Regions from separate parts of the Mus musculus genome. Here region 2 is linked to region 1. The links are chromatin contacts, called in public Hi-C maps. All regions are on one chromosome and are shown on one strand. Each heading gives the region's core, a stretch centred on a gene start, on an enhancer-like site or on the middle of the called end of the contact. The rest is flanking DNA. Distances are from core to core; before and after follow the strand shown.

Region 1 (4,855 bases), core at 622-3,121:
TTAAAGGCGTGTGCCACCACGCCCGGCTTATAGCTGAGCTTTCTTAGCGGATACCCAGTACCCCAACTCACCTAGTTCATTTAGAAGCTTTTTGGTCCCGTTGAGGCACAGTTCCTGGGTTGAAGCTGCAAGGAGTAAGTCATCTACATACTCCAGGAGAGAAATTTGGGGGTTTTGTGCCCTGAAAGGCGCAAGGTCACGGTGGAGCGCTTCATCAAAAAGAGTGGGTGAATTTTTGAACCCCTGTGGCAGCCTAGTCCAGGTTAGCTGACCCGTATATCCTCCTTCAGGGTCTTGCCACTCAAAAGCGAACAGAGGTTGACTGCTCGGGTGTAATCTGAGACAGAAAAAGGCATCTTTTAAATCCAGGACGGTGTACCAGGATGGTTCAGGTGATAAGGAACTCAGCAAGTTGTAAGGGTTGGGCATGGTTGGGTGAATGTCCTGTACCCGCTTATTGACTTCTCTTAAGTCCTGGACAAGCCAATAGTCGTTTGTCCCAGGTTTACGCACCGGCAGGAGGGGGGTATTCCAAGGGGACTGGCATGGGACCAATATACCCTGTTGTAGCAGTCTCTGATATGTGGTCAAATGCCTTCTTTAGTCCCTTGGCTCATGGGGTACTGCCTGACTGAAACGGGCATGAAAAGAATGAGTCACTTTATTTTTCCTACTTCTAAAATCCTTTTGGTTGTCCAGGGATAAAGCTTGCTACCAGTGGCTCCCATAACTAAAGTCTTCTTTGATCCTAATTGTCCTAAAGGTTCAGTCAAGACTGAATGTTCAGCTCCTGTGTCTATTAGAAAATTAACGGGGGTCCCCTCCACAGAGAGAGTTACCCTAGGCTCGGGGAGGGGGACCGAGCCCCGACTTCCCTAGTCTTCTTCAAGGACCAATACTTTGGGGCCCCTCCACTTCTTCTTTGGGCAGTCTCTGGCCCAATGTCCTTTTTCCTTGCAGTATACGCATTGGTCTTTCTCAAGTGGCGGTCTCTGTTCTCCTGGGGGTCTTCTTGCCCTGTTGCCCAGGTACCCTGACTGTCCCTTCTCTGACCTTTCTCCACCTACCACTGCGGCCAAAATCTTAGTCAAGTTCCTTTCCTGCCGGCGTTCACGCCGGTTTTCTCTTTCTTCTGCCTCTTTCTTTTCTCTCTCTTGCTTTTCTTCCTTAGTCTCTCTCTTGTGATACACTTTCTCAGCTTCTTTTACTAAATCCTGCAAAGTATAATCTTGGAGCCCCTCTAACCTCTGTAGCTTTCTCTTAATATCAGAGGCAGACTGACCAATGAAAGCCATGGCTACAGCTGCCTGCTGTCCCTCCGAAGAGGGATCAAACAAGGTATATCTCCTATAAGCCTCCATTAGTCGTTCTAAGAAAACAGAGGGCGGCTCCATTGAACCCTAAAGGACTTCTCTTACCTTGGCCAAATTGGTGGGTCGCCGTGCGGCCCCCTTTATCCCCGCCACTAGAGTCCGGCGGTAGACTGTGAGATGCTCCCTACCTTCCGCAGTATTGAAGTCCCAGGCAGGACGGGCCAAGGGGAAAGCTGCATCTATAAGGTCGGGGAGATTAGTGGGGATCCCATCTGGTCCTGGGACATTTTTTCTGGCTTCTAGCAGGATCCTCTCTCTCTCTTCAGTTGTAAAGAGGACCTGCAAAAGTTGCTGGCAGTCATCCCAAGTGGGCTGGTGGGAGAACATTAGGGACTCAAGGATTCCTGTTAATCCTGAGGGATTCTCTGAAAAAGAGGGGTGATTGGTCTTCTAGTTATACATATCGGCCGATGAAAACGGCCAGTACTGCAATGGAACTAACTGCCCAGGGGCAGGAGTAGGTCCTCCTACATAAGCTCTTAAAGGCAAAGCAACAGTGGAATCTGGTCTAGATTCACTTCCCTCTGGGCTACGGCCAGCCCCTGCGGCTACGAGTCCCTCCCGCTGGTCCTGTCTCAGAGGCCACTCAGGGGTCTGCTGGGGCAGGCGGCTGTGAGGGATCAGGATGAGAAGTTGGTTGGGGGTAAGGGGGTGGGAAGGAGTCAAGGAAAAAGGCATTGTCAATTTCAGAATAGATCCGCAGGGGGGCCAATGGAACGGGCTCTGGCGGACCCAGAGGCGTCATTTTCGGTTTTGTGGCTACAGCCACTGTCGCTGCCTCGGCTCCTGAAGTCCAGGGACGCAGCCAGGGTGGCGGATTTTGTACCAGGTCCTGCTACACGATGATATATGGTACCTGATCAGAATGCCCTCCTGCGGTCTGAAAAATAACTCGCTTGACACCGAGAATAACAGGCAGGCTAAAAGTTCCCTGCGAAGGCCAACCCACACCGAAAGTTGGCCATTTAGAGGAGCAAAAAGTTTGCCAAGGTCCCTTCTTGACCTCGACGGAAAGATTGTGGGCCCTAGTCTTAACATCTGTCCAATGGTTCTGAGTCAGTGTTAGTGGGGTCGTCACAGTCTGTCCCATGTCAAGCTCTGTCACACACACGATAAAAATGATTACAAAGACTACAAGACTCAAAAACAAAACCAGTCGCCGACTCCAAGTCAACCAGAATTCCTGAAAGGAATCAGACGGCCTATTAACAGGCCTCAGAAACAGATCATCAAGGAGAAAACTTATCTCCTGACTTTTCCCGCGGGGGTCCACCAGCCGTCCCTGGCCCTCCCCCTATCTTCCCGGAACATTTCCCAGGGTGAACGAACGGTGGACACCTAGACACATCTGTCCTTATCCACTCTGCTCTCCCTCTCGGAGCGCGGCCTCATAAGAGCATTCGCAAAACCAAAACTGTGATCGCACCAGATTTTCAGACAGAATATAGACACAAAACCAAGACAAGACAGAGGGCCTTACCTCCAAGTGGGTCTAGGACCCCTGGGTGGTCGCGCACTTCCCGGCCAATGCACCACATGAAAGACCCCCACAGGGAGTTCCTCCTCGGGGAGGCGCGCACCCAGTAGGACGCTGAGACTGAACTTGCTGTAACTACACAAGGTTTTAATGGCACACAAACACACAAACAACAAAGGAGCGCTCAAGCCAGCATGCTGGGGTTGAAAGTCATGCACCGCACAGGGGGCAGGGGAGTTTGACCCCGGCCCAAACTTTTTACAGGCTTATAAAGGCAAAAAGCACAAACCAAAAGGGGGGAGCCAAAAGAATGTTCATGGTTACACATGATTGGGTTATTTAAATGTCGGCGGGGTGATTACAAATTAACAGGGTAATACGTGCAGGCTAAGGTGTAGGGAGGCACAAGGGCTTGGGACTTCTCGAGGTCAGCAGGACACCTGGTCAATGTATGATTTATGGGGGGCTATAGGGAGGCGCCGCCCGGGAGGCGCCATCCTGCCAGATGGCCATTTGGTCTGTCCTGATAGCCTTGGCTAGTTCCTGCATTCTCTTTTTTATCTTTTATGGCAGGACATTCTTAGCTACAGGGTGGGTTTGGCTGTGCCTGGACCCGTCTGGGTCTATTCTTTAGCCCTGAATTTCTTGCATCTTCTAGGAAACTGGTCTGGTCTCAGGCTCTTCTTTGCAGCTTGGCCTGTCTGAAAGTCAGTCTTTACTGCTTACTCTAGGAGAGAGGGACCTAGTGAATCTTGTCCATTTCAGGGACTTCCTGAAGCTATGTTGAGTTTACCTCCCTGCAAGGTTTCCTGTAGGACAATCCAGGACACCATGGATTGGGGACATGACTTAGTTGGAAGTACTTTCCTAGCTTGCACTCCATCCCACCACCATGTAAACCAGGACAACGTAAAGAGGCGCTGTCTCAAAAACAACAACAATTACAAAAACACTGATATACCGACACACCAGGAAACATTCAAAAGGGTTACTTCACACACACACACACACACACACACACACACACACACACACTTCTTTTCTCTATTTATTTTATGTATGAGTACACTGTAGCTGTCTTCAGACACACCAGAAGAGGGCATCTGATCCCATTACAGATGGTTGTGAGCCACCATGTGGTTGCTGGGAATTGAACTCAGGACCTCTAGGAAGAGCAGTCAGTGCTCTTAACCTGTGAGCCATCTCTCCAGCCCCTCTTTTCTTAAATTATAAACTTCAGGTTAGGGGCATAGCATGGCTGTTTAAAGCACTTACCTAACAATTACAGGGGCCTGAAAATTAAGTGATAGGAAAAAAAAATTGAAGTTGAATTGTGTGGTGGTTTGAAAGAAAAAGTCTCCCACAGGCTAATAAGAAATGGCACTCTTAGGGGGTATGGCTTTGTTAGAGTAGATGTGGCCTTGTTGGAGGAAGTGTGTCAGTGTGGGTGGGGTTTAAGGTCTCAAATGCTCAAGCTGGGCCTAGTGTGACTTTTTCTTTCTGCTGCCTGCTCATCTGGATTGTCAAAAAAAAAAAAACAAAAAAACAAAAAAGAGTCTGAGGCTAAATTGAAAAGTTTTGGATTGGCAGAGGGACTCTTTGTTTTTTTGAGACAGGGTTTCTCTGAGTAAAACAGGCTGGCCTCAGACTCACAGAGATCTGCCTGCCTCTGCTTCCTAGGTGTTGAAACTAAAGGGGTGTGCTGCCACCTCCTGGCAGAGTAAATCTCAAAACAGCCTAGTTATCAACTGTCCTGTTCTTAGTATTTACTGTTATGCAGACCTATGGTGAAATGGAGCGAGCTGAGCAAGAAAATACAAAACGTACAGACTGAAGAGGAAAGGGGTACCAGGCAGTGAATTAGAGCGGAGTCCTGAGTTCAAGGAGATAAACAGATTGAAGAGAAGTCTGACTTTAAGTAGATGGAAGGGAGTGGTGACCTCCTGGAAAGACCCCAACCAGCTAAGCTTCCAATTTGTGAAAAGGAACTAAAGAAAAGCTTAGG
Region 2 (4,855 bases), core at 1,547-4,046, 260 kb before region 1:
CAGAGGGACAGGGTACAGTGTGGAATGGGGCTGGCATGAACAATGGAAGAGGGGGGTCTGCAGAAGGCACGGTGCTGGGTATGGACTAGGGAATCCGCTCCTCCGCCTGATGCTACTAGCCCCAAAGGCTGTACGGATTTTCTAGCAAAGCCTAGGAAAGGGGCAGCCAGCGGGTCCTGGGAACCGTGCTGTCTCCACGGTCAGCTCCCATGCCACTACATGGAGAGAAGGGATACAGGGAAGATGTTTCTGGAATCTTTTATGGGTGCCTCTGCCGGTTATGGTTTAGGATTTTGAAAAGATGGAAAAGCAATGTGTCCTTCCCCGCAGAGCCCAGGAAACTGGACCCTCCCACCCACCACCTCTAGGTCCAATCCCCTAGGTGGTCTGTTTTGTGAGGACCTTCTCCCTCCTACCTCATGGGAGACCAGCTACAGGGGAGGCAGTATGGCCACACCCACTAAGGCACCTGCTCCTGACAAGCCTGGGCCCTGGAGTCTGAGACTAGATCATGAAGACTGACACCCAAGGAGGCTCCACAGTGCAAACAAGGCTGGTCAACTGGAGAGGCACACTCAAGAGCCACATGGGACAGGGCTGAAGCCTGAGTCTGCAGCCAGCCACCTGAGCAGGCATGACAGAACCATTGGGTCAGATTCTGAGCAAACACTGTCCACAGACACCACCATTCCAAAAGAAGTCCCAGAAAGTCCCTGTCTGTCAGGATTCTAACAGAAGTGGCCAGTCCGAGAAAGGGCCCATGCTAGAGTCCCACACAGAGCCTGTTGACTCAGTCACACCAGGACAGCCACCTGCCATGCCTTCATGGTTCAGCTCCAAGTCCCTCAGGCCACCTTCCCCAAAACCAGACAACAGCCCTCCTCTCCTCCCTGAGCCTCAGGATGCCCAGTGTCCCACAGGACCACTGAAGTGGAAACCCCACTCTACGTGAGCCAGGGCAGCCCTCCAGGATGATTGGTGGTGCCATCTTGAAGACCAGAAAGGAAGATCTGTGATAGGGAAAAGCCAGGCTACTATAGTTGGCTAACCCTGGATTGGTGAGACATGAAGAGGGACGATGACATAAAAAGGAACTGGTCAACTGGGGGACATGACAGAGGACCTCCAGCCCACGCAGCCTCAAGGTGGTCCCAGAATCCTGCTTGGAGTGATATCTCAGGGCATCTTTGGAAAGAGGCTTTATAGGTTAGCTATGACCCAGGAGGATACGGCCTGCCCCACCTGCTCCTTCTTGATCCCAGGTGGATTCCCACCCTAACTGGGTACCAGGACTCTGAACAGGCCAAGATGGGGCACTCCAAACAGAGGTGCCATGTGGGATGTCGAGAACCAGCGACAGCAACCAGCAACCAGAACAAGCCCTTTTCCCAGCTCTTGCAGCTCCAGGTGCTGAAGGCCCCATGACGAACCCCACGACCCTCGGGGTGACAGCAGCATAGCCTTAGAGCCTGATGTAGGGCAGGAGCTGGCCAGGTGTCACACCAGCTCTGCTATGGCCCTGGGCCAAAGGCAAGCATGAGTAAAGATGGCGAGGATGGTGATGCATCTTTTGGGCCCATAAGGACACTGCACCCCAAAGATCCACACGGGCCATCAGAAAGGGCAGGGGCAGGGCTGGAGCTGAGCAGCTGTGTCCAGGCAGGGCACGGGACCGGCACACGGCGGCGGGGGCCTAGGTGGCTTGATGTGGTGCCTCCAGCATCTCCATGAGGAAGGTGTCGATGGGCGTGTCCCCGATGAGCTTGAAGAAGAACAGGTGCTCCAGGCACTTGAGCCCGATGGAACGCAGTGCAGGCAGGCGGAGCAGCAGCTTGGCAAACCTGCAGGACAGGAGAGAGTAAGGACAGGCCAGGAGGCAGGGAATGCTCCCCTCGGAGTGCTCCCTGCTCTACCTGGTGACTTGTAACTTCCCCGGAGACCAGCCAAGCCCAGTGCCTGGGACCAGAACCTGGTCTGCAGAGGAAACTGCCTAAACTGATGCTCCAGGAAGAAGTGGGGACTAGAGAAAGGAGGCTCCTTGGAGACAAAAGAGCACAAGGGGCAGAGGAGTGGCAGGGGTGGAGTGGGGGTGCGGCAGGGGTGCAGCAGGCTGAGTTGCATCAAGATCCTAAAATGAAAGGAAGAGCCAATGCTTGACTACTGTCGGCCAGGACAGGCCTGGCAGGGGTTGGGAGAGCAGTTACGAGTGTGGGCTTGCTCCACGGGCAACGGGGAGCCTTGATAGAAATTTCGGCAGGTAAGAGCATGAACATGTTTTGTGCATCGGAGAGGCCTCTGCAAGAGCGGCTGTCTCGCTAGAGGCAGTGGGGCATGTCCTAGGAAGAGGCACCAGGAAGCTCTGTGGGCAGCCTGACTGGTAGTCAGTCACACGCATGGTACTCGGGGTGACTGACAGTGGAGCCAGCAGTGAGCTGGGAGATCCCCTGCTTCAGCAGGAGCACCTCCCTGGAGAGGACCGCAGAGGCCTTTGGGTTCCTTTACCCCTGGAATGTTTCCTGGGCAAAAGACCGATAGGCATGGGAAAGGAATCTGAGAACTCATGGAAGGTGGACAGACAAGAGAGGACAGTGTGGTGTGGGGACAGGACCTGGGGTCCCACGTGTGACCTCTGTGTCTGCTCAGGGCCTCCCTATATACTGGAGGGGGCTCTGGGCCTCATTAATTATTAACAATGTCTTTCATTTCCAGGGAGGAAGCCTTGTGGCTGGCTGCCCCGCAGTCCTCAGTTTAAAGGCACAAGCGTAGCTTGGAGGCTGGAGAGGTGCCAGAGAACAGGCTGTTTTCTGCTGAGCTGGCGAGATGGGCTAAGGCAGGAAGCCAGGAAAAACAAGCCGCTGCCACCCTCCTGTCCTCCTCCGGGAAGTTTCACTTTAAACCAAACCAGATGAGGGCTAAACAGCAGTGTGGACAGTTAACCATGTGTGTGCCAGGCAACGAGATTGGTTAGTGTGCCCATCTCCCCGGTCTTCCACTATTCCACTCACACCTAGCCTGCACACTGGGAGACTGCAAGAAGAAGCAGAACTGAATCCTTGGAAAACACCATTTCTCCTGGACACCTACTGTGTGCCTAACACTAGACTGTGCACCCAGCACTGAACATGACTAGATGCCAGTCTTCCTTAGGCCAGCAGAAAGAATGTGTTCTCCAGTCTCAGCCACGTATTATGCACAACTGTACAGCACCTACGCTGTGCTGGCATTTCCAGGTCACGTAACAGGTGAAGAACATAAGGCTTCATACTCGTAAATAGCAAGGACCTACTGTGCACTAAGAAATGGATCAATTATCTCAACTGGGTATAGGGGGAAGTGGGTAGTCCTCAGAGCTCATGAGTCCAAGGGCTGCCTAGCTCCTGCTCAAAGCCTGAAAAGCACCCCAGGCTGGTTTAAGGAGGACACCATTGTTTTGTGGCATACAGAGGGCTTTGGAGATGTGTGGCTGAGCCCAAGGGTAGAGGCAGGGGGCTGTCCAAGATGGAGGCGGGGCTCACCTGCCCGGCTGCTCAGGGTACTTGTGTTTGCAGTACGCTTCTAGTGACGCATACACCTTCTCCCTCAACGCCTCCACCTCAGCAGGGTTTGAGAGCCCCTTAGAGTCTGTAGAGAAAAATAGCCTCAGGTCAGAGCCCCCAGACTATCTCCTATCCACATGCAAGCATAGCAGAGAGTGTGCATGCTACACAACTAGATATGGCTGCCCTGCAGACCCATAGCTCCCAGACCAGGAGGATGGGTGTTCTAGAGTCATATTATGTCTCCATTCGGCCACTTGAAAGTCAAGTGACCTTAAACCAGTACCTTGTCATTCAGGGACTTAGTTTCCCCATCTTTCTCCAGGTGGTCATGAGAGATAACCAATCCTCTCACTGCCCTTGGGCCTGGTCCCAATGACAGGAAGAAAGCTGTAAGCCCTTCCCTGAGGATCTCCCCATACCATGAGCCAGGAGACCCCTCCTCAGCGCCTAAACACTGGCCACAATACAGGCTAGAGAAAAACCACAGCCATAGTCATTAACACCATCAGGGCACAGTGTACCAGTAAGAATGCTGAGGGCACTTTGGGGTCTGGGAGCTCTTTAGAATACACAAGACACCTTCAACTGATCTAGTCCCTGACAGTCCCTCCCTATCCCTCGGAGCCCCAGCTGAGGCCTCCCTGGTTCACCATGCCTCCAGCCAGACCACTCAGACCTAACCTGAGAAACTATCAGGTTGGCTCAGGAATGAGCTATCTGGGGTAGAAGCCTATATCCCTGTCCCCCCATATTTTCTACTCACCATGTGCAGGGCTGGTGAGCCCCGTCAGCCAAGCTTCCAACCCATATTCAACCCCTCCCCTGGCAGACAAGGATGGACTTTCAAATACAGAAGCCCATGCATACCCTGCGGCAGCGAGTGCTCCAGCCTCCGCGGCTTCCTGGAGCCTAGTCAGAGCCACCCACAAGCCCACAGCCATCTCTTGAATCCCTGAATTTCTCCCCAGGAAGAATTCCACGCTCTCAGTTGTGTGCTCCCATCACCATGTGGACTGGCCACCAGTGGCATCTGCCACCAACCCAGTGCTGTGAGCACAGGCCTGGGCCACTCTTCACACCACAGCCTCCCACACAGAAGACAGTCTCGGCCTCTGTGACAGCAACAGCTTGGAGGCCCTGAACACTGCAGCTCCAGAGCTACCAAAAAGATTTGCTGTCCTCAAGAGGCTGCTCTGCCCTGTCCCCAAATATCCTTGAAGCCAAGGCCTGAGACAAGTTAGCTACCCTCAGGACACCTAACAAGATGGACTGACCAACTGACCACCAACCCCATCCTGGGAGCTCACTCTAACACT

Evidence for each region. Hi-C and Micro-C count contacts between places; a contact is called where the count stands out from the background.
Region 2: a contact with region 1 is called in a Hi-C map of bone marrow-derived macrophages, with 24 read pairs. The contact joins two enhancer-like sites. A contact is called at or near these places in 9 of 39 promoter capture datasets (the 3T3-L1 cell line, the C10 cell line, the HPC-7 cell line and 4 more), 2 of 15 datasets of contacts at CTCF or cohesin (embryonic stem cells and pro-B cells), 45 of 484 Hi-C or Micro-C datasets (the AML12 cell line, B cells, the Ba/F3 cell line and 19 more), 9 of 115 datasets of contacts at active chromatin or transcription factors (the HPC-7 cell line, bone marrow-derived dendritic cells, bone marrow-derived macrophages and 5 more) and 3 of 9 other capture datasets (adipose tissue, embryonic stem cells and liver).

What each region holds. Positions count from the first base shown.
Region 1 is chr2:27,493,862-27,498,716 of GRCm38.p6, reverse strand. It overlaps a transcript of Brd3 not described here. Among named protein-coding and RNA genes, the nearest start is that of Wdr5, 19 kb to the left of the region's middle. Within about 2 kb of position 1,871, at least 60 of the 459 cell types and tissues checked have an H3K27ac peak or open chromatin away from gene starts, as enhancers often do. A contact at or near this core is called in adipose tissue, bone marrow-derived macrophages and kidney, where this site is marked.
Region 2 is chr2:27,756,527-27,761,381 of GRCm38.p6, reverse strand. It overlaps Rxra (retinoid X receptor alpha), which reads right to left. Exons shown (of 10, transcript NM_011305.3): 9 at 3,516-3,621; 10 at 1-1,841. The coding sequence ends at 1,694. Among named protein-coding and RNA genes, the nearest start is that of Gm39777, 79 kb to the left of the region's middle. Within about 2 kb of position 2,796, at least 193 of the 459 cell types and tissues checked have an H3K27ac peak or open chromatin away from gene starts, as enhancers often do. A contact at or near this core is called in adipose tissue, bone marrow-derived macrophages and kidney, where this site is marked.